7 separate regions of the Mus musculus genome follow, and all the other regions are linked to region 6. Evidence: chromatin contacts called from public HiChIP or PLAC-seq and promoter capture Hi-C data. All regions are on one chromosome and are shown on one strand. Each heading gives the region's core, a stretch centred on a gene start, on an enhancer-like site or on the middle of the called end of the contact. The rest is flanking DNA. Distances are from core to core; before and after follow the strand shown. Region 1 holds the start of Cacnb3 (calcium channel, voltage-dependent, beta 3 subunit). Region 2 overlaps Nckap5l (NCK-associated protein 5-like). Region 3 holds the start of Ccdc65 (coiled-coil domain containing 65). Region 4 holds the start of B130046B21Rik (a long non-coding RNA gene). Region 5 holds the start of Fkbp11 (FK506 binding protein 11). Region 6 holds the start of Spats2 (spermatogenesis associated, serine-rich 2). Region 7 holds the start of Nckap5l (NCK-associated protein 5-like).

Region 1 (4,152 bases), core at 251-2,750, 490 kb after region 6:
AATTGGGTCCTGAAGGAGCCTGGTCCCAGAATCAACTGACTGACACATGCCTGCTCTGAGGCTCACCACTCCTCTTTCCTGGGCCGGAGATAAAAGGCTCGATTTAATCCTGTCAGGGGACCCTTTCAAGCCCTGTTAGTGGTCCTTTCCCATATCGAGTGGGATGTCTAAGGGGAGACTGGTGACTCCATGAGGCTCTGACACTGACCCCCCCCCCCAACTCTTGTCCCATCTTTCCAGGCAGTCTTTCTGCTCTCTGAGCTCCGGGAATCACTGTCTAATGAGCTGATTTGTCTCAGTGGGTCAGGAGATAAAAGCAAAGAGAAGAATTAAATATTTATTGGTTGCCTGGTTCTCGGAGCAAAGAGCTTCCTTCCCATCCCCATGCCCCTGAGCTCCCCTGGCCTCACCTCCAGGCCCTCCTCTGCAGGGGGCTAGACTGAACACAGTCTGATGGCCCACCCCTGTGGTTGGTGGCCTTTCCAAGAAGCTGAGCTAGAGGCAGTGGTGAGTGAGAGCAGTCAAGGCCATGCGCAGGGGGGGTGGGCAGAGAGGAAAAAGAGACCAAGTTCTAGAATTCCTGTCTGCAGAGGCTGGTACGCGAGTCGCTAATGTTCTTCCAGCTCCCTAATTTGTCATTTACTTGAGGCACAAGTCCGGAGTGTCTCCCCCGGAGCTCAGCTTTCCCTGTTGTGTTCAGACCCCATGAACCCAGGATACGGAACTCCAAATGTTCCATGTTCGCTCTAAAAACCTCGGTGTCGGGGCCTTCTGTCCTCCCCTCCTCAGCCTCCTATGTCCTGAGCTTTGGGGCCACCTGCTCGAGCCTTCCCCCTACAGCGTCCCTGTGCACACACCGGAGTACCTGGGATACCTGGCTATGAGAGACCATCTTCCCACTTTCCTAGAGAGCCCCCCGCCGGCTTACGCGCGCTGCCCCGCTCGCTGCCAAGGCGTTTTTCAAAGTGCAGAACTGGGGGAAGGGTTGAAGAGAGAGAGGTGTCATCCCAACTCCCCCACCCCCACCCCCCACCCTCCCCCGCGGGCACTCACCGCCTCCGAGTCCTCAAACCCGGGCACGTAGGAGTCGTCATACATGGGGGAGTCCGGGGTGGGTGGGGGGAGCGAGCGGCGCCGGGGGCGAGGACGGCGGGCCGCGCCCGAGATGCCACCGAGCCGCGCAGCCCTGCGGGCGGCGGCGGCGGAGAGCGCGAGCGCGAAGGAAGGAGCGAGCCGCGAAGACCAGCTGCTCGCAGCTCAGATCACCGCTCCCCTCCCCACCCCCCAGCCCAGCCGGTCCCACCCCGAGCGCGCCAGCGCGGCTGAGGAATCTGCCGCCGGCTCCCACAACAATAGTGCCCGCCCACCTGACCCCCTCCCGGGAAGACGCGGGCGGCGGGGGCGCGGCAGCCAGGGGGGACCCGCCGGGGCCGCGGAACCGGGCGCACGCGAGTCGGGAAGGTGGGTCCCCGGCACCTCCGGGGCCGGGGCGGCGGGGAAGAAGGGCGGAGAGGCTGCAGGCGGGGCGGATCCCGGCGGGGAGGAGGCGGGGCGAGGAGAGATGCAGAGACAGGGACTCTCGCAACCCAGGAACTGCTCCGCCGGGAAACAAAGGGCTGGCGCGGGGGAGGGGAAGGGGAGAGACGCCGCAACCAGACGCGAGCCCGGTGGAGAATCGAGAGGGTGCGGGCGGCGGGGAGGATGGCTGGAGAGAGAGGAGGACTGGAGGCAGGGAGAACGCGGAGACAGGAAAATGGAGATCTAAAGGAGGACGGACAGCAGATGGGGAAGAGGTCTCAGGTGATCCGGCAATGTCAGCTCTCTGCAAGTCCTGGAGACACCCAAAGCAAACCCCGCAGTGGTACTAGGGAGAAATGGTTTTGAGCTCCCAGACCCGTGCCATGAAAGCAGCTCCTGCCCCAACAGGTGCCCGGCCCTCTCCGTTCCGGGCTGCGGTAAAGGGCCGACCCTTAAGAAGGGGGAAGTTCGGGGACGGTGGCTAGGCCTCCCCACACCTGTTGCACGGGCAGATTTTATCCAAGTTAAGCCGGGATGGAGATTCTCTTCTTCACTTCCCTGCCAAGGATTGTGCCAGACATTGCCAAAGCATCCGCGGGAACTGGGGCAGAAAGGGGCTGTTTTAGGTGAGCTTAAAGGGTGGAGCAAAGGTGCGATCCTGACGCTGAGGTTGGGAAGGAAGAAGGGTAAAGCCTACCGCTTTGCAAAAGACCAGAATTACGTACGGTGTGCAGGATGCTGGTTCTAATCATCCAGCACCAGTCAGCGCCCTCCACCCCCACCCCGCCATTCGAGGAAAGAGTCGCAATCTCTGAAGAGATCTTCTAAAAGCTGTCATCATTTGAGCTCGCTCCCTTTTTACATCCCTCCCCCCCCCCCCCCGACCAAAATTTTCCTTTTGCATTTTAACCTCCTGCTTGGGCATCCCAAGAGGATGTGAGGCAGACACCAGCCGTGCTTGGTGTCTCGCTTTCTCAACTCAGCCCTTTGCCACTTCTAGCTCCTGAAACCCCGGAGGGTGTAAGTTCAGGACACTTGCCCACCCTTCCGGTTACAATTGGGAAGGGTTCAAGAGATCTATAGAAGGTTCTGTGCGGTAGAAAGGAGAGGAAGACCACCCACCCAAGCCAACTGGCTTCCCACCTATATCTTATCTTCCTGTTCCCTCGGTAAGAAAAAGATGGGGGGGGGGGCTCATCTAATGACACCCTAGTCTGTCTCCTGACTGAAGGACCGGCAGGCAACTTTATTGGAGCCCTTGTGTCTGAGGGCACCAGCTGCAACTGGGGGAGGCAGCTTCCACTGCTCCAACCCAGTGTGTTTGAGGGTTAGTTCGATATCTTCTGTGTCCCCAAGTACTGCCTTGTCCTGTACCATCCTTTTCCTTTGTCTCCTTAGTCCCCTCTCTCCTCCCAGAGGGTGGAGAAGTGTCAAAGAGTAAGACCCTTCTGGCTCTCTTCTCCTGGAAGAGGGTCCCGTCTGGAATCTCCTCCCCTGGCCTCTCTAATTTTGGGACTGTCCACCCACCCATGGGGATCCCTGGACTGTTAGGCAGCAGATTTGCTATCAGCCTCACGGGGACCTTGTTGTCCTCATCCCCAGCTGGGACAATGGTGTCTAAGTCGGCCTCTGAGAAATTCGTTGCCATGCCAACCACCTCCTCCTGGAGATGGGTTCCAGTTCCTCATACCTACAGGCATCCCCTGGGTCCTGCAGGCACTTGATCTCCCCTCTCTCCTCCTATACCTCTGAGCTGCCACAGAATGTCCACTTCCTTTCTCACTAGAGCCACACCTGCCTATGCCAGTTCTCCTGCTAATCCAGCTGTGGAAGCAAGATCAAAGAGGAAAGCCTTAAAAGACCAGGTGTGGAAGCGGAGAACCTCTAGAAAACTAACTGGGCAGCAAGTGGGGAAACTGAGGCAGGAACTGGGAGTTCTACTCCAGGTGGAGGCCCCTCACATTCCAGCTATTAGGTTGCCCCCTCCCCGGGAACTCAGAGAGGGTCACTGAGGGAGCCTGGCACGGCCCTCCTTTCAATAGCGCCCCTTCCTCAGCTCCCCAGTCAGACCTCTCTGCATGTTTTGCAGGAGGCGCCAGTTCCAGCCTTCCCTTCCTCTATTATCCAGAGCTCTCAACTCCTGTTTTCGCTCCCGCCCCATGCTGCAGTTTCCCCCAAATGCGGGAGCTTTTCTCCCACCCTTCTTGGGAGGGGGCCCCGGAGGTTACCTCGTTCAGCAGGAAGGTTGCACTGGAGTCAGAAAAAGACATAGACCGGGTTAGCGGCCTCTCTCCCTCCCCCGGGCCAGGGGCTCCGAGGCGGGAGCGGGACCCAGCCGCGTCTCTCTGCACACCGCTCCAGCCTGCACGCCTGGCCTCGCCCCACGCCCGCCCAGCTCCAGCCGCCTGCTCCCTCTCCTCGCTCCTGGTTCCACCCCTTTCCCTCCTCCTCCCTCCTCCCTTCCTTTCTAGCCTCCTCCTTCTGTTTCTCCCGCACTTCCCTCGTCTTTCAGTCTAGTGTGTCTCCACTTCAGTCTTGCCTTGCTACCTCCCCAGTTCCCTATTCATCTGGTGTCTCTCACTGTCCTTCCAATCCCCACCCCTCTTTCCCACCCAGCCTTACCCCTTCTCTCCC
Region 2 (4,041 bases), core at 863-3,362, 310 kb before region 6:
AGATGGAGGATAGATGGATTGATAAGCAGAAAGAGTGTAACTTCTCGGTTGGATTAGCCATCTTTCCCACCTGTAGGTAGTGCTAACAGTGATAAACTGAACTTTCCCTCTCGGCTCTGGATGGCTGTTCTGGACGGGATCCTCTGACTGTACAGTAGCGTGGTTGGTAGAGGGTTCATCCCTTGGCCTGATCCCGGGACTGCAAAAACAAAACTAAAAGCTAACCAAGCGTGATTCTCAACCAAGCATGATTCTCCAGCCTTTTGATATATGATCTCTATGCTTTCTTTCTAGGGAAAGATTTATTTAGTCTGTATTTTCATAGGCTTCAAACCATTGCTTTAGGCCTGTGGCAAGACAGAAACGTGGTAGCCAGGAAGCCACAGGAAAGAGGCCTCTATGCCCTCTGGCTACCCTTCCTATGCTGTGTTAGAACTGAGAGTTTAAAATGTTTATTCTGTTCACTTAAAGGTCAATGAGATGGCTTATCCTGGTAAAGGCATTTGACACTGAGCCTGACAGCATCTGGAGTTTGATCTCCAGAGACCTTAGGGTGAAGGAGAGAGACGACGCCCAAGAATTGTCCTCTGACTTCCACACATGCGCCTTCATGTGCATGCAAAAACAGACTGTTAGGCAGGCAGGTGTAAAAGCAGGTATATTGAGATGGTTTAGTGGGCAAACACTTGCCACCAAGCCTAATGGCCTGAGTTTGACACCCAGGACTAGAAAGGAGAGAAAAACAACTTTTGGTAGTCAGTTCTGACCTTCATACATGCACCAAAATGAGAACACGTGTACATGCATACACACACACATCGTCATTGTCATCGTTGTAATAGTAATTACACCACCTAGTTGTGCCCTTAATTCCAGTACTCAAGAATCAGGTAGCTCTCTGAGTTCAAGGCCAGCCTGGTCTACATAACAAATTCCAAGCCAGCCAAGGCTATATATTGAGGCCCAGTCTCAAAACAAGCAGACAAACAAATAAACAATACAGTGAAATAGAAATGTTAGAAATAATAACCGTGATGCCATATCTTATGAAAATAATTATATGTCCTAAAACAAAAGAGTGGAGAATGCCCGTGTTCTTACTGCTTGCAAATCTGGTGTCTGACTTTGTAGAGAGCAGAGAGATCCTCTTATCTGCTTCTGCGTCGTGGGAAGGGCCCCTGGAGAAGGTGGCGAGGAATGGGGGTAGACAGTGTCATGACTGGGGTCCCCAGGCCACTCCGTGAGAGTTACTCTTCTAGAACAATCTCTACATAGTGGGAAGGAACCTCTTTCTGAGAGACTGACTTGCCTGAAGTCACATAGCATCTCAGTTGTGCAGTGGGCTAGGCCTTACCTCTCTCTCTGCCTTCTGGTCTGATATTTTTTCCATCTCCTTAGCTGGGTTGGCTTAGCTCTTGGCTGGCCTTTTGGGAGTGGGGCCTCGGCTGCTTGGCTGCTGAGCCCCTGGTGTGTAGTCCTACAAATAAACCCATTGTGTGGGAACCCCTTCCTTCTCCCCACCTCCAGCAGCTGTTACCCTTGGACAGGGAACAGGAGATCTCTGAGCGCTGAGATGAGGAAGGTTGTAATTCAGACGTCTTCGAGGGGCTAACAACACCCCACACTGCTTGAATACTACACTGTAGGAGAAGCCTGGTCCTGCTCTTAGTTGGTTTGGAAGAACCTGCAGTCTGTGGTGGGTTCTTGGGGTACCCTTGAGTGGAGCTGGAGGGAGGATCCAGTAGGCATTACTGCAGAAGGGCCATTGTGTCTATGGACCAGCTTGGGGGACGGCCGCACTTTCTTGGCTTCTTTCCCCGTGGAAGGAGTGAATCCAGTTGGAATCCTTAGCTACTTTGAGCCAGAAATTAAGTGGGCTCTCTCAGGTCCCACCCTGTGACTGCCCACACTCTCTGCAAACCGGGGTTACTCTTAGCTTGCTCTGTGTCTGCTGTGGGTGCAAAGGTTGCTGTTGATAAGTGGACCCCTGGGTGTGACAGGCTGGGATTCCAGAGAGCAGCTGGCCAGGGAGCTGAACTGGCTGGTGTCACTGATGATTCTTTAAGTAAAGCCCCCATCCCTTCCTCCGTGCAGCTGCTCACTCCTCCCCCACCCCCTGCCCCTGGCTTTTCTCCCAGGAGGACTGTTCAGGGAACAGCTGGGGAATGAGGGGCTCCTCAGGGCCAGAAGGCCTTGGCTGATGGCCCAGGTGAGCAGAGAGAGAGAGAGAGACCAGGCAACCATGCTTCACACACACACACACACACACACACACACACACACACTGGAGAGGAGGGGCTGGGGCACTCCTTGGCTGACTCAAGGTCAGTATGGCAAGATCTGTGTTTGAGGTGCAGAAACTGTTGTCTGTCCTAGCCTTCTAGATTTAAGGGGGTGCAGGGCTGAGGGCTCAGTGCTTTGCATGCACAAGACCTGGCTTTGGGTTGGGGAGATAAAGGCATTTCTCTGTTGGCTTGTGGTAGGGTCTACTGTAGTCCGGACTGGCCCAGTTCTCCTGCCTCCCCCTTCCTATCCCTGGGTTACAGGCATGAGCCACCAGACTTTGGAGTTTAAATTTTTACTCTGTTGTTTTTTTGTTTTTTTTAAGGTTTATTTATTTATTTTATGTATGTGAGTACACTGTCTCTGTCTTCGGACACATCTGAAGAGGACATCAGATCCCATTACAGATGGTTATGAGCCACCATGTGGTTGCTGGGAATTGAACTCTGGTCCTCTGGAAGAGCAGCCAGTGCTCTTTAACTACTAAGCCATCTCTCCAGTCCTAAAGTTTTTAAAGTTTTACTGTTTGTTCGGGTTTTCTTCTTTCTTTCTTTCTTTCTTTCTTTCTTTCTTTCTTTCTTTCTTTCTTTCTTTCTTCCTTTCTTCCTTCCTTCCTTTCTTTCTTTCTTTCTTTCTTTCTTTCTTTTTTCTTTTATTTTCTTCCTTCCTCTCTTTCTTTCTCTTTTCTTTTCTTTTCTTTTCTTCTCCTTTCTTTTTTTAAGTTTTTCAAAACAGGGTTTCTCTGTGTAGCCATGGCTGTCCTGGGACTCTCTGTTTACCAGGCTGGCCTCGAATTCCCAAGTGCTAAGATTAAAGGCGTGCTCTGAAGGCTTGTTTCTGAAGGCTACTTTAGGGGAATATGTTCCTTACCATTCTGTCTTGTTTTTTAAAGACAGGCTCTTGCTCTAATCCAAGCTGGTGTGTCATATCTCACCACATAAGCAGTCCTCCTGCCTCAGCATCAAGATCACAGGTGCAAGCCACAGGCCTGACTGGCCAGACACTTCTCAGCAGTTTTCTCTTCCTGTCTCCCTGTTGCCTGAGAGCTTTCTGCTTGTCCTCCCTCCCCCTCCACACACACTAAAGTCACTTCCCTGTGAATCAGGCCCCTTAAGAAGGGAGGAGCCTCTTGCTCACCTTTCTAGCAGAAGCTTCCAGTCACATTAAGAGTCTCCAGAGCCAGTCTCTTCCCCACTACCCAGCCTGGCTGGCAAGGAGTTCTCTGATCCAACCTTTCTGATGCGCTGTGGAACCACACAGGAATGTTTGAAACTGGGGCCATCCTGGGATCCAAGCCTGGGTTTTCCCAGCAACTGGTGCGACTAAGCCCCAAGGGAGGAGGAGGAGAGTGCTTGGCCGAGGCTCAGCGACATCCCACATGTTCAGCATCTGGGGAAAAGACTTCTGCGGCTTCATTTAATGTAGCCCATTGTCAGGAGATCCAGGTGACCCTGTCACTATGCATCCTGGTGTTCCCTAGAGGGCCACAGGAAAGGTTTCGAAAAATCTTTAACATTTTTTTCAAAAGTAAATGACTATCTCCATGTGTCTGTCCCAGGCTGGCTTTGAACTCATGACACTTCTACCTAAGCTTCTACATGTTCCAGGCTTGTGCCAGCACATCTACCTTCTCAATAAACCCTCCACTTCCTAGGATGTAAGGTTGCTACCCACCATGCCTGCCAATCCAGGCCCACGTGGTAGAAAGAGAGAACCAACTGCTTCAAGTTACCCGCAGAGCTGACTTCCATGTGTGTG
Region 3 (3,954 bases), core at 747-3,246, 420 kb after region 6:
GGTGGATCTCTGTGAGTTTGAGGCCAGCCTTGGCTACATAGCAAGTTTCAGGACAGCCAGAGTTACAGAGTGAGACCCTTCAGAAAGAACAAAATATCCACACGAGAGTCCTCTCGGCTTCTGCCTGGAACTGGACAACCCTGGATAGGTCAGCTTCCTTCTCTGGAACTGAGCCTTCGGATACTGAAATAAAGGCGTGGGCCTGAGTTCAAGTTGCTGGTGATGCTGGCTGCCCCATAGGATTCAGAGCCTCTAAGGTAGGGGAGAAGAGTTACAGCTCAGAAATTCCTTTCTCATCTCAGTGACAGTGATTAGAACCAATAGGCCACGTTTGTCACAGCCTGTGCCTGGTGAAGGCTTGAAGGCTGATTAGGTAGATCCAGCTGTGTAGCTCACACCTGCCACTCCAGCAGTTGGGAAGTTGGGGTAGGAGGGTGGGGAGTTCACGGTTATCTATCCTGTTACGTGTGAGTCTGAGGCCATTATAGGAAAGCATGGCTTTGTCTCAAAAGTAATAATAATAGTAATAACAATAATAGGATACATGACTTTGTCTCAAAATAATAATTAATAATAATAGTAACAGCAGCAGCAATAACAACAATAAATAATAAATAATTCACTAGGCCCATTCTACCTAGGAAGGTCTGGAAGCCATCCCCGCCTGCTCTCTGGAGAGAGTGCATACTTTTTTTTTTTTCCCTTTTTCCTTTTCCTTTTCCTTCTTTTTTCCCTTTTCCCTTTCCCTTTTCTTTTTTCTTTCTTTCTTTCTTTCTTTCTTTCTTTCTTTCTTTCTTTTTTTTTTTGGGGGGGGGTCTTTTTGAGACAGGGTTTCTCTGTGTAGCCCTGGCTGTCCTGGAACTCACTCTGTAGACCAGGCTGGCCTTGAACTCAGAAATCCACCTGCCTCTGCCTCTCGAGTACTGGGATTAAAGGTGTGCGCCACCACGCCCGAGAGGGTGCATACCTTGATGACGCTGTCCTTACAGTCCACCACGCGTTCAAAGGTCTGGCTGAGGATCTCGATGTCTTGGTGAAGCTCTCTGGTCTTCACCTCCCTGAGGATGGTTCTCCACTGCGTGTTAATCTTATTAAGGTTTAGAGCGCTGTTGTGTTCTTCTTTGGCCAACTTGTCCTGAGGGAGGAGTAATCACATGCGTTTCAGCCAAGGCGAAAGGTCCACCTCGGTGCTATCGATACCACGCTGAAAAATACCAGTCCCCGTGTATTCTCACAAACAAAGCCCTTGGCAGCCAACACTCGGGGGCTCCTGTTTGTGGTTTCCAATGAATGGGTTCCCTTCAGGGTGAAGCATCAGAGAAGAGTTTCTAACGACCCCACTCCAGACCCAACCTCAGAATTCAAGACAGCTGAATTTGGACACCTGACAGCATCCACTGTCCTAATTCTGGGGGCTCGGTTGATACTGCCAAACTCAATTCTCCCCTCCCCCATGTTTCACAGAGAATGCCCTAGGCAAAAACCAATGTTGTCTGAAGCCCATGTATTTTGGGACCAAGGACTTCAGAGGGATAGGAAAGGATGAAAATGAGCCTGCCACAAGGACGCGACCCCAGGCAACGGTACCAGTGCATGGGCGGTGGGTTTGGGGGTTTGGGGGTTTGGGCAGGACACACTGCAGACGAGCATCACCTTCAAGAACTGGGTGAGGAGTCTCTCTTTCTTCTTGGCTGCCTCTTCGTCAGCCAGCATCTTTTGCTGAAATATAAGCAGCTGATCTTCCTCGGACAGGGGTGCCTTGGGCAACTTGGGCTTTTTTCCTTTTTTAGACATGGCTGGGCTGCGGACTGGGTCCGGGCAAGGAGCCTCTGCCTGCTGCTACGAGCCACTTGTGAGGAATTAGAAAGAAAAACTTCCCATAGACAGGGAGGGACCTTCTGGAGCTAAGGTAATGGGGCCTTAGACCTCTGTCCTCCACGCCAAGAGTGCTCAGGCGACACCCGACTCCCAGCTGGAGAACAGAAAGACGCATCTTGTCTCCTAGCAACAAGGACCTTCGCTAAGACCGCGGGGTGAGAAATAGGGAGGCAGCATTACTTCAGCGCCCCCTGCATGCCGGAGGACCGCAGTCAGTTCTTTTAAGTAGGCTTTTTTTTTTTTTTTTTTTTTTTTTAAATCAAGAACCCTAGTCTCTCTTAAAAAAATAATAAATGTCTTCAAATAGTTTTTCCATTTTACTTTTTAATTTGGTGTATGCCTGGTTTGTCCACGTGTGTGTCTGAGCACCGTGCGCATGCCTGGTGCCTGCAGAGGTCAGAAGACAGCATCGGATTTCGTAGAACAGGTCAAAACCACTTACACATACATACAAATAATGAGATGGTTCACTGGGTAAGGGAGGTACTGCCAAGCCCAATGGTCTGAGATCACAAGCACCTGGAACCCCAGTTTCAGGAGATCAAAACACGCCTTTCTGGCCTCGGTGGACGCTGCATTAACGTGCACAAACACACATACACATAAAATATTTAAAAATATTTTGTAAATTGTCTCCTTAGTGATAGAGAGATGGCTCAGAGGCAAAGAGCACTTGCCACTCTTGCAGAAGACCTGGGTTTGGTTCCTAGCACCCACATGGGCAGCTCATGACTGTTCATAACTCCAGTCCCAGGGGATCTGACTCCCTCATCTGACCTCTGTGGACATGGGGTAGACACATGGTCCACACATATACATGCAAGAGAAACGCAAATACACATAAATAAATCTTACTAAAAAATTAAGACAGTGTTTCAGTGTAGCCCTGGATGGCCAGAAACTCACTGTATAGATAGAAATCCATCTACTTCTGCCTCGCCCCACATCCCCCACCCCCAGTGCTTGGATCAAATGTAGGAGTCATCACTTCCAGCTTAAATTTGTTTCTCTCTCTCTCTCTCTCTCTCTCTCTCTCTCTCTCTCTCTAAATGTGTGAGTGCTTCATTTGCATGTATACCTGCTTGCCTGAAGAAGGCATCAGACCCCATGACAGATGGTTGTGAGTTGATGGGAATTGAACTCAAGATCTATGGAAGAGCAGCCAGTGTTCTTAACCGCTGAGCCATCTTTTCAGCTCCTTTTTTAAAAAAGATTTATTTATTTATATGTAAGTACACTGTAGCTGTCTTCAGACACTCCAGATGAGGGAGGTTGTGAGCCACCATGTGGTTGCTGGGATTTGAACTCCGGACCTTCGGAAGAGCAGTCAGGTGCTCTTACCCACTGAGCCATCTCACCAGCCCTCTTCAGCTCCTTAAAAAAAATTTTTTTTTAACCCTACTTTTCAAGGGCAAAATCTGTGGCTAACAAAAAGATGTACACCAGTGCACACTCCCTCCTAGGAATATCTGCACCTGAAGCAGCATCGAAGCCCCCAATCACACACTGTGACCTCCAGGCAGCCAGCTGTGCCCTTCTCATGCCTGCTCTTCAGTCTTCTGTCTCTCTCTTGTGTCTCTGTCTGTCTGTCTGTCTGTCTGTTTTTCTGTCTCATCAGTAAGCCAGCTTTTCCTCACTCTGACTCATCCTGGAATTCTTTTCTGTGGTAGACATAGCCAAGAGGACCTGAGTTAGAAGAAGTCCCCATAGCTTCCCCGGAGCCTCCTTAGGCTGCTCTGATCACATCACTGAGCTGTAGTCCCTGCTGGCGGTGACAGTATTATTGTGAATGTTATATGAGACATTTAGGAAAACAAAGCTACAAAGGCAAAAAAGTAGGGAACTGTTGCAACCCCAACGTCTACTAACAGGTACTTGGGTGTTTGTGACACATCCCTTTAATCCCAGCCCTCAAGAGACAGAGGCAGGTGGATTTCTGAGTTCGAGGACAGTCTGGTCTACAGAGTGAGTTTCAGGATAGCTAGAGATACACAGAGAGACCCTGTCTTGAAAAGAGTAGAGGTAGAACCCTTGGGAAGTGATGAAGTTTGGACTACCATGAAAGTGCACTCCCTG
Region 4 (4,085 bases), core at 428-2,927, 320 kb after region 6:
GCGCGCTCGCGCGCTAGCACACACTCACACACGCACAGACAGGCACACACGTGTGCCCGGGTATATATAGTTGCCAGTCCCTGGGCCTGCCGCTCTGCAGTGGGCGCCGGCTCCCTGGGTTGGGAGGGGGCTCACGGGGCGGGTGGGAGGGTGGGGGGCCGGGGTGGGGTGGGGCAGGATGCTGGATGGCCCGTTATTCTCCGAGGGGCCCGACAGCCCCCGGGAGCTCCAGGATGAGGAGTCCGGCAGCTGCCTCTGGGTGCAGAAGTCCAAGCTGTTGGTGATTGAAGTGAAGACTATTTCCTGTCATTATAGTCGTCGCGCTCCTTCTCGACAGTCCATGGACATCCAGGCCAGCTACTGGGCCCGTGGGCCCCAGAGCCGCACGTGAGTGAAGGAGGGGTGAGGGGCAGCAAGTGGTGGGGCGGGAAGTGGGGTCCAGACCTCCCCGCTGGCACCAGCAATTGCTGCTGTTCCCTTCTCTTTCCCGCGCCTCCCTCCCCCCACTCGTCGAGGACTGGGGCCTGAATCATTGAGCGCTGTTTAGGGGGACAGGAGTACTAGTGGCAGGCGGTGAGATGGGGGCAGTCGCTGTTAAAGTGTGCATGGAGAGATGGCGAGGAGTCTCATTTCGACTTTAGCCCTAACATATACGCACGTGCACTCGCTCAGACACTCACACGAACCCTCCCACATGGCTGCCCCAAGTGGTCTCCAGTGCTCCCAGCTCCCCGGACCTCGGCTCTCTGTCCCCGCAAACTGCTCACCTGGGTTCCTGCTCATTGTCCCAGGTGTAGGCTGCGCCCGGGATCCCCTGAGCCGCCACCCCGCCGACCCTGGGCCTCCAGGGTGCTGCAGGAGGCAACCAACTGGCGGGCGGGCCCCCCCGCCGAGGTCCGAGCCCGGGAACAAGAGAAAAGAAAGGCGGCGTCGCAGGAGCGGGAGGCCAAGGAGACCGAGAGAAAAAGGCGCAAGGCTGGCGGGGCCCGACGGAGTCCCCTAGGTCAGCCCCGCCCAGAGCCCCGGAACGCCCTTCGGGCAGCCCAACCTACAGGGTTTCCAGTTTTCTCCAGACCAGAGCGCTTCGGGCAGGTGGGGCGAGCGCCCCGACCATCCGTGCTCCCGCAGGGTGACCCAGGGGTTGCATGGGCGGGGCCATGGGGAGGCAGAAGGCCAGGGCCCCCTAGCTACGAGGCTCACCTGCTGTTGAGAGGCTCTGCAGGCACAGCCCCAAGGCGCCGCTGGGACCGGCCGCCACCCTATGTGGCTCCACCTTCTTATGAAGGTCCCCACAGGACCCTGGGGACTAAGCGAGGCCCGGAGCTCTCCCGGGCGCCCACCTCATCAGCCCCAGTTCCAGCCACCACCAGGACAGAGGGAGGGCGCACGAAGAAGAGGCTGGATCCTCGAATCTACCGGGATGTTCTAGGAGCTTGGGGTCTCAGACAGGGACGGGGACTCTTAGGAGGTGCTCCAGGCTGTACAGCAGCCAGAGCTAGGCCAGAGTCTTGCAAAGGGGCTATAGAGAAAAGCTCAGGCCTAGTTGCTGCTGGCCTGAACAGTGCTGGCGATAGTCATTCCCAAGGCAAAACGACTGGCGGTCCAGGCACGGACGCAGCTCTCTCTAGGTCCGCGATCAGCAGCCCACCTCGTCCTGTTCCCAGGTCCAGGCAGCACCTCAGGGGGTCAAGGAAAGGGAAAGAAGGAAGTGAGCAGATATGGCTTCCCACGTGTTGGCTTGCCTCCCCTAAAAAGCCTCCAGTTAGGCACAGCCAGACGCTCCCTAGACCCTGGGCTCCTGGAGGCACCGGGTGGAAAGAGTCCCTGGGTCAAAGAGAGGGGGCAGAACATGAGACCCTGGAAGTTTGGAAGGTGACCCGCCGTGCCCACACCCTGCCCCGCATTTCCCGAGGTCCCGCTGGTAGAGAAGGCATCTTTGTCATTGACGCCACATGCGTGGTGATAAAGTCCCAGTACGTTCCGACCCCTCGAACCCAGCAGGGTCAGCTCGTGCCCTCTGGGGAGTCGTGCAGTGTGAGCGACAGCCTTAGTCAACCCAAGCCCTGTCACGAGGAGGAGGGCGAGGGGGCCGCTGCCAACCCTTCAGTTTGCCAAAAGCGACTGTTGAGCAGTCGAGTCTTAAACCAACCGAGCGAGGGTCGCGAGTGCGAGGCCGAGGTCGGACAGCAGGGGGATTCTTCATTGGAGGAGCGCTCCTCCAGCGGTTTGGGGTTCCCTGTCGGAGAAGTGAACCCGCGAGACGCCCCCACGCAGCCAGGTAGCCAAGAGCACCCGACCTTAGGCCCAGCGGCTCCGGTATGCGCCGGCAGCTTGAAGGGCTCAGAAGCGGCTGGTGTCCCGCGGCGCGCGGGCGGGGGCTGGGCGCGGACTCCAGGGCCCTACGCCGGGGCGTTGCGAGAAGCCGTGTCCCGCATCCGCCGCCACACCGCCCCAGATTCGGACTCAGACGAAGCGGAGGATCTCAGCGTCCATAGCGGCTCCTCTGATGGAAGCGACACAGACGCCCCAGGCGCCTCCTGGCGGAATGAGAGGACCCTGCCTGCGCTTGGGAACACCCGGCCCAGGGAAGGCGGGAAGACAGCAGGGCTGAGCGACAGTATCCGGGAGATTGTGGATGTCATCAGTCAAACCGAGGAAGGCTTCATCCGAGAGGACACCAGGAAAACGCCACAGGGAAATAGAGAGAGGGAGTGAGCGATGCCCCTCTTTGTTCTCGTGTCGCTCAGCCCATCCACCCTGGGCTCACCTGCTCCTTCTCTCTCTCCAGGCTTCGTTTGCTTCCTTTTCTTCTTTCCCACCTATACCTGTTCCCACACTTGAAACAGAGGAGAGAGGAGGAACCAGGGAAGGTAGCGTCTGCCAACTCAAGGGTTAGTTTCAGGGAAAGTGTGGGTGGGCCATCCACACCTGCTACATTCGGTGTGGAACTGTTCCGACAGAGAAAGAGAAGGGGCAGGGATGGTGCCTGCGATGGGCAGGGCAGGGTCCCTGACAGGAGAGAAAAAGTAATGGAGAGGCCTTGAACCTAGTGACTGAGTGGAGGAGACAGAGGAACTTTGGGCAGAGAAGAAATGAATGCATACACACAACCAGCAACCTGGCGAGAGGGCTCTCTTTGATGTTACAACTCAAGTTTCAATTCCAACTCTGCCACTGACCTAGCTGGTGGACCTCAGAGTAACTATTTTTGCGCCCGGGCATCCCGGACTTCTGTAAATGTAAAATGAGCGCTTTCTGCCTCCCATTCTTTTGTCCCTAGGATTTTGTGAATAAGCGAGTAGAGAGAATCTGAGGGTTCTTACCCACTTCGGTCATCCTCAGTTCGGAAGACTGTCAAGGTCTTCAGATTTAAACGGACAAAGGGCTTCTATTCCAATTTTCCCAGTTTAGGTGAGTGCTCCCACAGCCGAGCAGGATCATGGCCCTCTCACTGCCTCTAGCCTGCTGTGGCCCAAGCTGGAGAGGGAAGGTAGCCAATGAATCAGCTTGGGACACTTTTAGGCCTTCCCCTTCTCCTCCATCTCCGTGTCCTTAGTGACGCTCTGAAGTGTTACCGGGATTTTCCACGCAGACGGTATCGCCCACCGGATAGGACCTTGACAATTTCTGTGTCTCTCCAAGGAAAACAGCCAGGCAAGGAGGAAGGTGGATTTTTCAGCAGACGGTGCGGGGTGTGATACTCGCTGTAGCCACTACGGGGCGCGCGCAGGTCGCGGATTCCCCCGGTTGCTGGTGCTCGAGTGCCCCTACACCAGCACTGCCAGTTATCTGGATCCCTAGTTACCGGCGCCGGTTTCCTGCCTTGACACCTCCAAACCGCGCGCGGGGCCGGGAGCAGGCCTCCGGCCTCCCAGACTTCTGGGGCGCGCCGAGCCCTTCTTTGTATTAATCCACGCCAACCGGTTTGAGACTGACATTTAAGCCTTTCTTCTTCTTCTTCTTCTTTTTTCTTTTTCTTTTCTTTCTTTCCAACCCTGGGCACTTCCTCTGTGTCTGCCATTTATTAGCCATGTGACCTTGGCCAAATCACTTCACCTCCCTGAGCCTCAGTTTCCTCATCTGTC
Region 5 (4,107 bases), core at 1,385-3,884, 400 kb after region 6:
GGGGCACACCTGTTAATCCCAGCACTTAGGAGGCTGAGGCAGGAGGATCCCAAGTTCAAAACCAGCCTGGACTTGTTTTAAGGAAAAAAAAAAAAAAAAAAGACTTCCAGTTTAATAAATGACCAATTCAGGAATGGAGATTAGGGCTGGATGACAAGTTTTTAATTGTCAAGGACTCAATTCTGTTTATCAGTTGGTATGGAATTATGTAAGCTTTTAGCGATATGACCGCACGGAGCAGTGTAGAGAGTGATCTGAGAGACGCTTGGGGGTCAGGATGGAGATAGAACTCCCTCTCTATTAGAAGGTGTTTGGTGGTAGGTAACCCTGGGCTAGCATGGTGGGTCTCTTCTTACTTAGGCTTCCATCTTTGTGGTTCAAATCCAAGAAGGACCTGCGTTCCCTCCCTCCTTGTGATCAGCTGATTGCTAGAGCATAACTCATCTTAACTTCTCATGTACTCTCCGGGTACAGGAAGGGAGGGGGCCCACTGCTGACAGTGGAGCATGAAACGACCGGCTTCCTGACTATGTTGGTACCCTTTCAGGAGCCTAAAACAGTGCTTTCAATACTTGTGTCTATGTCTGTTAGCCACAACTTTCTAGTTTCCCAGAGAGATTTTGAAGTGTAGTTTTGTATTTGCTCAAATATATATTCATATGGTGAGGTGCACATTTTTTATATTATATTTTTATTCATTTATTTTTGGTGCTTGGGAATTATACTCTAGGAATAAAGCGCCTGGTAGAAAGTGGCACACATCTTTAATCCCAGCACTCAGGAAGCAGAGGCAGACAAATCTCTGCGTTCCAGGACAGCCTGGTCTATAGAGCAAGGTCCAAGCCAGCCAGGTTTACACAAAGAAACCTAGTGTGGAAAAGACAAAACCAACCAACCAAAACAAAACAAGCATTCTCTCACTGAGCTACCTCCCTAGCCACATGCACAGAAGTTAGGCACACATTTGACGGGTTTAAAGTGCATCTATAAAACCCCATATCCTCAAGACACAGCATGCTACCAACCCCAGGAATTCCTGCCGCCTGTGGCTTCAGTTAGTATTTGAGGGGGGTTTTATGTAGCCATGCTGGGGTTCAAGGTGTGCACCACCCTATCCCACTGTACCAATTCAGGTTCCAGTGTTTTGTTTTTGTTGCTTCTTTAAAGAGAGTTTGACTGTGTAGTCCTACATGGCCTGAAACTCAGGAATTTGTCTGCCTCTGCCCCCTGAGTGTTGGAATTAAAGGTGTGTACCACAACATCTGGAAGGCAGGGTTTTGCTTTTTTTTTTTTAAGATTTATTTTTATTGTGTATATGGACACTAGACGAGGGCATTGGAGTCCTTGGAGCTAGAGTTACAGACTTTTTGAGCCATCTGATGTGTGTGCAGGGAATTGGTCTTTGGAAGAGCAGCAAACTCTCTTAAGCACTGAGCCATCTATCCAGCCTCTGACAATGAGCATTTAAAAAATAATTCCTGGGTTAGGGGTGTTAACTAAGGCGCTTGCCAGGTATGAGCAGAGCCCTGCCTGGACTGGATCCCCAATACCACAAAGCCACCCCCAGAGAACATGAGAGCTTAATTAGAATGATAGCATTATATATGGAGGCACTCGCTAATGGGGCTGGAAGAGGAAATCCCAAAGGAAACTGGTTGGGTATTAGAGATGGAAGAAATCTCAGAATGTCGGTACAGGAGAACCACCAAGACAGCCAGGTCAGGGAGGTCAGGTTCTTCCAAATAAGAGGAAGTGTGTGTTGGGTGTGTGTGTGTGTAGTCTGAGCTGCTGGCCAGACACACAGGTGGAATTGTGTTTACAACCGGTATCAATGCTAAAGAAGACAACGAACCAAGAAACAGCCTGAGAATAAATATGGTATGGAAGGACACCATGCCAGACAGCCTTTGAGTGAGTGACCAGGAGCTGGGTACCACAGCTTAGGTTGTCAGTGAGTGTTCAGACCATGAAATTCGAAACTGGTAAGGCTGCCTAAAATTACTTGAGCCCCCTTTAAAAACTGAAGTCCTTGCATAAACACAAGACTGGTGTCCGTGCTGCTGTTGTGAAAAGGATTTGTGGAAAACAGGAAGGAAACGCCATTGCTGGTAGGAGAAGATCTGTGATGGATCACTTTTTACAGGAAGATGCCCCGTAATGCTTCCCAAGACAGGAGGCTGGAGAAGCCGCCAGCTCTTTCTGGACATACCCGAGAGCAGAATGAACAGGAGTGTGAAGGGTCAGCCGACTTGGACACCTGCCTCTGGGCTTAGTGGAAAGGGACAGATCTTAGAAGACCGAGCAGAGCACAAATGCTAGCCCTGTGCTTGAGTACTGTCACCAGTTGCCATGTTAACCTTGGGCAAGTGCCCTAGCTATGAAATGGGGACAAGTGTGTGCCTCCCTTTCCTGGCCATTCGCAGGTTAGAGACAAACGAACGCCCCTCTTTACAGTTGGTAATGGCAAATATGTGCTATTACATGATCCAGCCGTCGTCATGGGTCAGAAAGACTGTTAGATGGGTCACCATCCGCGACCTCCATCACAGGTTAGGGAATTCTGCAGTCTCTTCCCCTCTAGGAGGTGGGGACAAAGTGGAGGGAGGGCTGCAAGAGGAGGAGGAGGAGGAGCTAGCGCCTTGAAAACCCGCCCATACCAGTCTGGCCTGGAGTGAGGGAACCCGTCCTGGTCGCGTGCACCCGAACAGCCTGCCCTGGTATCCTGGTGCTCTGACCCGGTCCAATCATGACCCTGAGCCCTTTGCTCCTACCACTCCAGCTGTTACTGCTGCTACTGTTCAGTGGGGCGGTGTGCCGGGCTGAGGCTGGGCCAGAAACCGAAAGTCCTGTCCGGACCCTCCAAGTGGAGACCCTGGTGAGGAGACTGTGGTGCCACTCCCCTCCCCCCACCCCATGTCCCGCCGTTCCCCTTTACGGCCAGGGATCGCGGGGAAGCCTGGGACTCTAAATGGTCCTGTGAGAGTGAAGAGGAAAGAAGCGAAGGAACTGAGTTGGGGGAAAAGGTGCTGGGTCTCCAGAGGAGCTTAGGAGGAGCAGCCTTGACCCTTGTAGTCTGATCGTAGGTGCAGCCCCCTGAATCGTGCACGGAATCTGCTGCCATTGGAGACACGCTCCACATACACTACACGGTGAGGGGCTTGGGGGTCCGGGGCGTGGCCTGGGAGGGGCGGCGCCCGGCTGAAACACGTCAGCTTTGGCTTGGACACGTGGCAAGCTATCCTAGAGAACTTGAGTCCTAGGATCAGCCCGCACGTGGGGGCGTCCTCTCGCCTGCTTCTCTTTCTTCCTTGTTTTCTGCCGATTCCTCTCCAGCGCTGAGAAAAGAAGGATAGAGAGAGCTCCAAGAAGCGCCAGCCCCGTGGGGCTTCCTGTTCCTTCTTGCCCATGGTGGTGGTGGGTGGAAGGAGATGGGGACAGGACACAAGTTTGTTAAAGGGGTTGCTTCCTTCCGGGTGGTCCCAAATTGTGGGAAGAATGGTGGGTTTAGACCCACCATTTTTTTTTGTCTTCAGGGCAGTTTGGTAGATGGACGCATTATTGACACTTCTCTGACCAGAGATCCTCTGGTCATAGAACTCGGCCAAAAGCAGGTGATTCCAGGTATGTGCCCCGTGCCTCTGACCTCTCCCTAGCCTAAGCCCTTGCTTGCTTGCCGGCTGTATTGCTCTGGAACAGCCGCTAGAATGAAAAGGATCCCAAGGCTCTCCCGCTACCTCAGACTCCACTTCTAACACTCTTCTTGCCCCACACATCACTGCGGCAGAGAGTCTGAGAAGTGGAGCTAAGCTCATTTGATGACGGGGAGCCTTTGATTTTCCTCTTGGGTACTGTGGGGAAGATATGTAGCTTCTAGTTCAGTTTTGCCTTCTTCCTCAAGGTCTGGAGCAGAGCCTTTTGGACATGTGTGTGGGGTGAGTATCTGAAGGCCGGGGCCTGACTGCTCCTTTTTCCGGGTAGAAGGTTTCTCTGTCATCCCTTCTCCAGTGGCAGGACGTTGTAGAGTAAAGGGCCCCTGACTTCATACTGGAGAGGTGCAGGTTAATGGGAACCCCCCCCCCAGGGCATCTCTCCAGCTGTCAGTTTTGT
Region 6 (3,981 bases), core at 108-2,607:
TGGCCTGGAAATTAAAGTATAAAGAAGATACAGGCCCAGCCTCACAGCTGTAATCCCAGCAGCTGGGAGTCTGAGGCAAAAGAACTTTACTTCAAAGGCTAACTGGGGTTACACAATAGGTCACAAGCCAGCCTAGGTTACTGATAAAGACTAAGACCACCCCCAAGGGGGGAGTCTGGGGGGGGGGGTGGAATGCAAAGTCCATAACCCTGAAATACTTATTCACAGGACTCCCAAACCACCTTAACTCAAAAATACGAGAATGTGGAGGCAGTTTGACCACTAGGAATCAGCATCCCTGAACAATTTCTAAAAACAAAAAACCGAAACTCTCTTCCCCCAAGCACAAAACCAGAATTAGAAGGTTTATGAACATTTTTTTTTCAAGCCGGAACATTTCTCAATGGGAAACAAAAATTCCAACAAAGGACAGACAACTTAAATTTAAAAAGAAAAAAAAAATCACAGTTATTCATTACTTTTCAAACCAAACATCTTCAACTCCGCAGTATCGCTGACCTCGCTCATGGTAGAGTACTGCCGGCAGTGTGTTCTCTCTTGCTTCAATAAATACGGAGAAATTATATACAGTAGTCTGCTGAGCTGATCGAGAATAAATATTACAGTTTTGCCTTACAACAAAATGAACTATAAATAATAATAATAAAATTACTGGGAGAAGGGCTTGCATGCCTTAGCAAGGGGCCAAGACTAACCCACTCCCTAAAAAAAAAAAAAAATAGAATCATCTTGGATGAATTAGGAGACGAAGACCCTCTAGTGCACCTCTATCCTAGGCTCTGGTTTAATTCAAAACCAAACTCGTATTTCTTTGCCTCTCTTTGCCTTTTCTAGTCCGGTTTCCTCTCAAATTCCGAAATTGTCCTTCTACCCTTTAAGTCCCATGATGGCACTTGCGTCCTGACACAATGCAGAAGACTTTACACATGCCCATCTCGCCGTACTTCACATTTCAATCGACCCATTATTTCATTCTTTCCGATCCCGCACGTAGTTTCTGAAATCTAGGACCGCACACACGCTCTCGCCAGAGTCCCCCTCACTCCATTGTTTCTCCGGCCTATCCTCTGGAAACTCCCCAACTCGGACCCGTGTGCTTCGCTCGCCCCTTTAACCCCAGAAACCCGCGGCCCTCTCCACACTGCGGGAACCAAAGGGCTCCCGGTCCCCCTCCTCTCGGTACCCCAACCCCCAACAACTGCCCCTTCCCTCTTTCCCCTTCCTCGAGCCCTCCCTCCACCTCCGGCCCCTCTCGCCCCCGCCACCCACTTCACCCAACACCCCCAGCCTTACCTAGCCCGGGCTCCCTGCAGCCGCCGCGTCCCCCCAGTTCCGGGCTCTGCGTTCCGGACGCTCCCGGGTCTGGGATGAGGAAAGAAGAGCCTCCGCCTCCTCCTCGCCCTCGTCCTCGGGAGCCGCCGCCGTCGCTGCCGCGCTCCTCCCCCAGCTCGCCCGAGGCCCGACGCCGAGCCGCCCCGCCCCCACCGCCGCCTTCCCCGCGTCCCTCGTCCGCCGGGCGGCCGGCAGAGCCTCGCAGGCGCGGCTGGGGCCGGAGTGCCCGCGGATCCACAGCGACCCTCGTCCGCCCGCACTCGCGCCGCCGCTCGCCCCTCTCGCCCCGCCTCGGAGCCCGCGCGTGCGCGCGCGCTCGTACTCGTGCATGCGCCCCCCGCCAGCCGGAGCGCAGGGCGCGCGCTCGCGCCGGCGCGACCCCGATGCGCCGCACGCGGGAGACCGGAGCCGAGGGGACCGGGGCGCGCGGCCGGGTTACCGCTCCTCTCAGGCGCTCTCCCTTCGCGCGGGGTTCGCGCGCCTGAGTTGCGGGAGACGGGGAATTAATTCACTGAGGGGTTGAAGGAGCGGGTCAGGGGCCAAACGGGAAGGAACGGCGGCGAGACGAGCAGGGCGCGTACTCGCGTCCGCGTGCGGGAAAGGCGACCTAAAGCGGCCGGGCTAGGAGTGGGCGCCAGCGTGCCCCTAAGTGACGAGCCGAGCGGGAACTGACGGAAAGAGCCGAAACTCACCGGAGGTGGCCGAAGATTCCCAATGGGATCCTAGAGCCTTTCGCTCCAGGTCTGCAGGCACGTCCGCCCTCTCTAGCAGGGAACAATTCAGCCGCTCACTCCCTTTAACTTTGCCCGCCTCCGGACCTACCTTCTGCTCCTAAAGGTTATTTCAGAGCCACCTGGCCACCCAGCCTGATGGGAGAGGTTCTGGAGAGAGGATGTGCGAGCGAACGACCTCACACTTCCTGCATCCCTCTACGTGGCTGTGATTAGGAAGGGCTGTTGTCGAATCTTTCTGTTAAATACCTAACTTCGTAATCAGGGCTCGAAATCTCCAGCCTCTCCAGAGCCAGATCATCGCTAGTATTGATGTATCTTTTGAGTTAGTGTCTTACCGGTTCTGATCAGGAGAGAGAGGTTAGGAAGGGCATGTCCAACCACATTCAAGCCAAGGAACTTAAATATGAGACCTGTTTTGGCGGTTATTTTTAAAATCTAAATAGTGAACTTTGTGGAAGACAATCATGTCACAATATCAAAAGGTTGGATACGCCTGGTAGAGGCTGAGTTTTCGACTAAATCATCACTGAAAATATTCATCACCATCTACTTCTCACTTCCTTTGAAGCCAAGCAAAGGGGCTTTGAATAGTCAGAACCACCTCAAGTGCGTGCTTATAGATGTGTGCTACAGGCAGAGCACAGTATATCCATATGTTTTATCACTCCAGTCTTAGATCATATAATTGACCATGGGACAGTATGTGTCTGCCAAGTCAGATGTCTTCATCGGATCCTTGTTCTTTTTGCTGTGCACTGTTTTTATTTTTGTTTATTGTGACAAGATCTGGCCATGTAGCTCTCTGCTGGCCTCCAACTCTGGAACTTCCTGCCTCAGCCTCCTGATCACTAGGAAATCCGAGGCTTATACCGTGCTGGAAGAGCACTGCTGCCCCTCCCCACCCACCCCCAACCTTAAACATGCTAGGCGCAGTTCTTTTTTCATGTAATGTTAATATTTTTTGATTGATTGAACTTGTGTGTCTTGCCTGCGTGTATGTATACCATATACCTGGTGCCAGCAGAATTCAAAGGAGGACAACAGATCAAGACCTGAAGTTCTGAATGGTTGTGAGCCACCCTGTGGATTCTGGGGATCAAGTTCATAACTGCCCTCCCCTGGGCACCGTTCTTTATATAAGAATAAAAGGTATTGGGCCGTGTACAGCAGCACACACTATAACTGCAGCACTCAGGAGCCTGAGGCAGAAGGATTGTGAGTTCGAACCCATCCTGGGATGCATAGCAAGACACTGTTTTTAGTTTTTAATTTTTTTTTTTAGATTTATTTATTTATTATATGTAAGTACACTGTAGCTATCTAGGACACCCCAGAAGAGGGCATCAGATGTCATTATGGATGGTTGTGCGCCACCATGTAGTTGTTGGGATTTGAACTCAGAACCTCTGGAAGAGCAGTCAGTGCTCTTAACTGCTGAGCCATCTCTCCAGCCCCTAGCACTGTTTTTTTTAAAAAGAAGCAAGTTACTGGGTGTAACAGTACATTCTAATCCCAGCACTCAAGAGGTGGGTGGATCTCTATGAGTTCAAATCCAGCCTGGTCTCCATAGTGAGTACCAGGTGCCCAATTTTTTGTGTTTCTTAACTTTGCACAGATAAAAGTTAAAGAATTTGGAGCCAAACCAGTTGTGGTGATGCACATCTGTATTTCCAATACTCAAAAGGCTGCGAGTAGAAGAGGCTCAAGTTTCAGACCAGCCTGAAACTGTATAGTGAGCTCTAACAAGCCTGAGATAGAGCAAGGCTCTCAAACTCCGGAAGTGCAGGCTGAAGAAATAACACGGTGATTGCATGCAAATGCACTGCTCTTCCAGAGGAGCTGAATTCAGTTCCCAGCACCCATACCAGGTTGCTGATAACCACCTGTAACTTTA
Region 7 (4,167 bases), core at 771-3,270, 330 kb before region 6:
CAGTACACTCAGTCTCGATCAACCAACCAACCAAACAAACAAACAAAACAAAACAAAACAAAAACCCAACCAATCTAGATGTCATTTGCTTCCAAAAATTCAGTCACCTGCAAAACATTTAAAATAGTTAGAAATACCTGACGGACTTAAGATTTCCATCCCAAGACGCAAGAACCGCAGATACATCATTTGTGTTGGGCTTCAAAACCCTTTGAGGGGAGATTGTGTCTAATTATTGTTATCCCCCCGGGGTCAGCACATTAATCCCTATTCCGTAAATACGGGATGACTGGCCAAGGATTAATCAGTCCTGTAGTGTCCAAAGGCACCCTCAAAGAACATCAAGAAACAAGATGAAGAGGGAGTGGAAGGCTGTGGATTTGGCTCGGCACCAGAGTGCATGCTTGGTGTGTGCATGCATGCTCTAGGCCTGGTGGCACACCTGCGGTCCTGACACCCAGTACATGACACCTGTGTCCTGACACTGGGGGGCAGAGCGTTGGAAGTCTGCCTGAATTGCACAGCGAGACCGGAGGTGGTGGTGGTGGTGGTGGTTGTTGTTGTTGTTGTTGTTGTTGTTGTTGTTGTTGTTGTTCTTCTTCTTCTTCTTCTTCTTCTGTTGTTGTTGTTTAATCCAAAATGACTCCCTTATATAAATGCTCATTCTGTTTTCCAGATAAAACCTCTTGCATTGCCCCCCCCCCCCTACAAAAGAGGATTTGCTTGCTATCCCACTCTGGTAATTAGCTTCTTGCCAATCACTTGTCTTTATTCCTGCCTGGGTCCTACTCAAGTTCTCCATCTTTAGACTCCCACTCTAAAATGCCTTCTTCAGAGAGGACCCCTTAAATGCATCCCAGCCAACCTGACCACCCTACATTCTTGTAGGGCACCCGTTCTTTTACTGGACTAATTTTGCTTTAAGTCTCATTTGTACACCTAAGAGAGAAGCAATATTAATAAAATATACAAAGTGTCCAAAGATACCTCTGAATTCCCCTGTGTGCGCATCCAGGCCAGTTAATACAGTGCATATAGCTGAGGATTATAAGGTATCCACCGAAGGGCAAGGAAGTGTTTAAGGACCAAAATGGAGACAGAAGCTATAGGATCATGACAAGTTCAAGGTCAGCCAGGCCTATATCATGAGTTCCTGGCTAGCCAGAGTTAGAGATCCTGTCTCAACCAATCAGTAACAACAAACAGACCAAGGACAACCGTACTGAGCTCTTAAGTTGCAAAGGCCTGCAAGAGTTAGCTTGTTTCCTCCCGGTTAGTGAAGTGACTGGACTGTACTTTCTTCTTCCCTGACAGAAAGTAGCTAAAAACCAACCACAGTCTCTTTTTTCTGCACTACAGATCTACCTGCCTCTGCCTCACAAGTGCGAGGATTTCTCATGAGCAACCACGCCTGGGTCTGCCTTGCTTCTTAAACCAGCACTGCTTTCTACACATGTGCCTGTTCCTCGCTTCCAGTTTCCAGATTTCTGGGAGGTCCCCGACCTAGAGATGGAAAAGAGAGGCGGGTGCATTTCAGGCCAAGGAGACACTCAAGCCTCTTCCTGTAGATTTGCACCTAACACGTATGCAGCAAATTACAAACACGCTCTCAACCACATACACGTGCACGCCCAGACCCACGGAAGCAGACGCGCATGCCCGTGGGCCCGCGCAAACCTACTTAGTTTTCTCTGTTCTAAATGCCCCGGCTCCAGTCCCACTCGGCCGGGCCTGGCATCCCGATCCCCAGCACCAGGAGCACCGGGAGCACCGCGAAGGCTTTGCAGGTCAGCTCCGGCCTGAGGAAGAGTGTTTCTCCGCAGGGGGGAGGGGAGGGGAGGCCCTGCCCACTCGGGCGGAAGCGGCGCGCGCCGGCCGGGCAGACTTAGCTCTCGTCCTGGGAACATCTGGATAGAGCTGGGAGGGGCAGGCACCCAGGCTGAGCGTGGATTGGCTGAGCGGGAGGAGGGAGGCGGGGTCTGGGCGAGGGGCGGGGCTCATTGGCCCCTTTAAAGCCTTGACATCAAGAGGTGGCTCCGGTACCCCCCTTTTCCTGCACCCCCCTCGCCCTCCCGCCCCCGAGATGCGGCCATGGACCCTGTGGACCAAGCCAGTCGAGCTCAGCACCTGATTTCGGTAAGTTCAGGCCTGTTTGGCATTTAACGGGCTGAGAGGTGGGGGGCCGCACGCCCCGGGTGGGGGCCGCGGAGTGTGGAGTGAAAGGCTCTCGTGGCAGCTTTGGCTGGAAGGGGCAGCGAGCGAGGCTTCCGGCCCACACCTCGACGCCTGCCGGTCCCTCGCGCTGCACTCTCCCAGGAGGGGTCCTGTTGTGACTTTGTCCACCCCCCCACCCCACCCCCTCCCGCCCCCTGCGCCATCCTCGCGCACACTCGGTGGCCCCGGAAGGGAAACTTTCGGGAGTGGGGGGATGTTCCGGTGGCGGGTGTCCCTCCCTCTTTGAAAGCACTGACCTTGCCCCCACTGCGCATCCCACCCTCCCCGTATCCCACGGTCCCGGTAGCGTTTAGCGGTGCTGGGTTGCGGAGGGAGGGGGCTCTCCCCAAAGCGCAGGCGCAGACTGCAGCCCGGGGCACCCCTTCGCACTCCTTCCAGTCCCTGTGGCCCGGGGCTGTAGGGCGTGGGGGAGGCGGGGAAAGGCGGAGTGACCGGGTCTTGGGAACCACCCTGCTGAGGCTCTGAGGGGCTGTGGGAAGAAGGGAACCCGACAACCTGCATGCTGAATAGAGGCTGAGCGAAGGAGATGGGTTGGGCTGGAGTAAGGGACAGGGCAGCCCCGACTGAAAAGGTTTCTGGGTTTGGGCTGGGGTGCTGAAAAGAATGCAGAGAATTTATTTGTGCCTGACATTCCCTTGGTTTAGCAGGCCCAGGAGAGCGGCAGTTGGGACCCCAACTCCCTCTTTTTATATCCTGGGCGGAAGGCCCCTCTTGTCTCTCTAGCCTTGGCGCTGTCCCAAGGGCACAGAAGGCCTTCATCTCCTAAGCCTGGTTTTCCAGAGGGCTCACATGAACCCACCCAGCCTGCCCAACAGCTGCTTTTTAAAGACCGCCTTCCTCAGGAGCTGGAGGTTTTAGGCTTGAAGGCTTCCTTAGGTTTGGAGGCAATCTTTGATTTCCCTCTCCGCCAACTCTCCCGTTCTCCAGTGGGCCCTCCTGCTTAAACACAATTGTCAGCCAGAGGAAGTGGTTGGAGACAGAGGCCGGCAATCAGGACTGGTTTGAGGAACCATGGGGAAGGAGTCTCTCACTATTGTGTGCTCAGGCCTCTGAGGGGAAGTGAGCATTGTACAATTGCTTTGTTGTAGACCCTCTTCAATCTTACAGGACCCCCCCCCCTCCCAATCTGGCCTGAAAACCTGGCTCTCAGATTTTTAAAACCCATCCCTAGTGTGTGAGCAGAGTTCCTTGTATTCCCACATAGATTGTTTGGTTTTGTTTCCAGCACCTGTGGTCTACCTAAGGTGTCTTTGGCTGTACAGTATTCTCCAGCTCTAGCCTTTGGAAGAGTCGGGCTTCAGAGAAGGGATGCACTCCACCACATGGCAGAGAATATTCGTGTATGTGCACTGAGTTGCTGTCAGGATGGCCAGAGTCAAGAGCCCTGGGCCCTGGTCTTGCAGCCTGCGCTGTGACCTTGAGCAAGATGGTTTGCTTCTATTGAGCATAGTTTCCTTCATCTTCAGAGCTCAGCAGTAGGACCAGAAAGATCTAAACCTCCCATACACACACACACATACACACACACACACACACACACACACACACACACACAAACATGCACAGAGGTGGTGACTCGAGGGGTGAGGGGTGAAGGGTCCTCCAGCAGGCTGGCTCTGTTAAGAGAGCTAAACTGCTGGGCTACAGTTTATTAGGGTTAGCATTTTGGATTGAGAAAAACAGAACTTTGTTCCGCCCGTGAATAGGCCTTTTCTGCTCACCCCGGTGCCTTGGGGTATGAACTCCTGCTGGCTCAGGTTCGGCCCACCCATCAAGGTGAGACATCATGACTGGGCCAGTCTTTGAGTTGGGTCTTTGGGGAGGGTTTGAGAGAGGAGGAGGCAGCCAAGGGCCAGCAGGGTAGGCAGATTCCCAGCAGACAGTTTGCATCTCAGCTGTTGGGACTTGTTTTAGGATCCAAGCCAGGGAGGC

What was found. Promoter capture Hi-C pulls out the DNA fragments that hold promoters and counts their contacts. HiChIP or PLAC-seq counts read pairs in DNA pulled down with a chosen protein or histone mark. Capture Hi-C pulls out chosen DNA fragments and counts their contacts.
Region 1: a contact with region 6 is called in an H3K27ac HiChIP or PLAC-seq map of embryonic stem cells, with 5 times the contacts expected there. The contact joins the promoter of Cacnb3 here to the promoter of Spats2 in region 6.
Region 2: a contact with region 6 is called in a promoter capture Hi-C map of liver, with 3 times the contacts expected there. The contact joins the enhancer-like site here to the promoter of Spats2 in region 6. A contact is called at or near these places in 13 of 39 promoter capture datasets (the 3T3-L1 cell line, cranial neural crest, embryonic stem cells and 8 more) and 3 of 115 datasets of contacts at active chromatin or transcription factors (bone marrow-derived macrophages, embryonic stem cells and extraembryonic endoderm stem cells).
Region 3: a promoter capture Hi-C map of pancreatic islet shows a contact between it and region 6. The contact joins the promoter of Ccdc65 here to the promoter of Spats2 in region 6. A contact is called at or near these places in 1 of 115 datasets of contacts at active chromatin or transcription factors (bone marrow-derived macrophages) and 1 of 9 other capture datasets (pancreatic islet).
Region 4: a promoter capture Hi-C map of liver shows a contact between it and region 6, with 3 times the contacts expected there. The contact joins the promoter of B130046B21Rik here to the promoter of Spats2 in region 6. A contact is called at or near these places in 3 of 39 promoter capture datasets (liver and pre-B cells), 3 of 484 Hi-C or Micro-C datasets (all in embryonic stem cells), 1 of 115 datasets of contacts at active chromatin or transcription factors (embryonic stem cells) and 1 of 9 other capture datasets (pancreatic islet).
Region 5: a promoter capture Hi-C map of embryonic stem cells shows a contact between it and region 6. The contact joins the promoter of Fkbp11 here to the promoter of Spats2 in region 6.
Region 7: an H3K27ac HiChIP or PLAC-seq map of microglia shows a contact between it and region 6, with 5 times the contacts expected there. The contact joins the promoter of Nckap5l here to the promoter of Spats2 in region 6. A contact is called at or near these places in 1 of 39 promoter capture datasets (liver), 1 of 484 Hi-C or Micro-C datasets (embryonic stem cells) and 2 of 115 datasets of contacts at active chromatin or transcription factors (microglia and pancreatic cancer cells).

What each region holds. Positions count from the first base shown.
Region 1 is chr15:98,632,115-98,636,266 of GRCm38.p6, reverse strand. Cacnb3 (calcium channel, voltage-dependent, beta 3 subunit) reads right to left here and starts at 1,500. Exons shown (of 13, transcript NM_007581.3): 1 at 1,054-1,500. The coding sequence starts at 1,098.
Region 2 is chr15:99,438,717-99,442,757 of GRCm38.p6, reverse strand. All of the region lies in intron 1 of Nckap5l (NCK-associated protein 5-like), which reads left to right. Nckap5los (a long non-coding RNA gene) reads right to left here. Exons shown (of 5, transcript XR_003951477.1): 5 at 1-3,759. Among named protein-coding and RNA genes, the nearest start is that of Nckap5los, 7.9 kb to the right of the region's middle. Within about 2 kb of position 2,112, at least 91 of the 459 cell types and tissues checked have an H3K27ac peak or open chromatin away from gene starts, as enhancers often do.
Region 3 is chr15:98,706,236-98,710,189 of GRCm38.p6, reverse strand. It overlaps Ccdc65 (coiled-coil domain containing 65), which reads right to left and starts at 1,996. Exons shown (of 8, transcript NM_153518.2): 1 at 1,654-1,996; 2 at 968-1,135. The coding sequence starts at 1,794.
Region 4 is chr15:98,803,907-98,807,991 of GRCm38.p6, reverse strand. B130046B21Rik (a long non-coding RNA gene) reads right to left here and starts at 1,677. Exons shown (of 3, transcript XR_003951472.1): 1 at 768-1,677. It overlaps Ddn (dendrin), which reads left to right and starts at 67. Exons shown (of 2, transcript NM_001013741.1): 1 at 67-387; 2 at 792-4,085. The coding sequence starts at 179. The coding sequence ends at 2,715.
Region 5 is chr15:98,726,725-98,730,831 of GRCm38.p6, reverse strand. It overlaps Fkbp11 (FK506 binding protein 11), which reads left to right and starts at 2,634. Exons shown (of 6, transcript NM_024169.4): 1 at 2,634-2,875; 2 at 3,084-3,149; 3 at 3,534-3,621; 4 at 3,899-3,932. The coding sequence starts at 2,747.
Region 6 is chr15:99,124,221-99,128,201 of GRCm38.p6, reverse strand. It overlaps Spats2 (spermatogenesis associated, serine-rich 2), which reads right to left and starts at 1,357. Exons shown (of 13, transcript NM_139140.1): 1 at 1,315-1,357.
Region 7 is chr15:99,455,601-99,459,767 of GRCm38.p6, reverse strand. It overlaps Nckap5l (NCK-associated protein 5-like), which reads left to right and starts at 2,020. Exons shown (of 13, transcript NM_001001884.1): 1 at 2,020-2,136.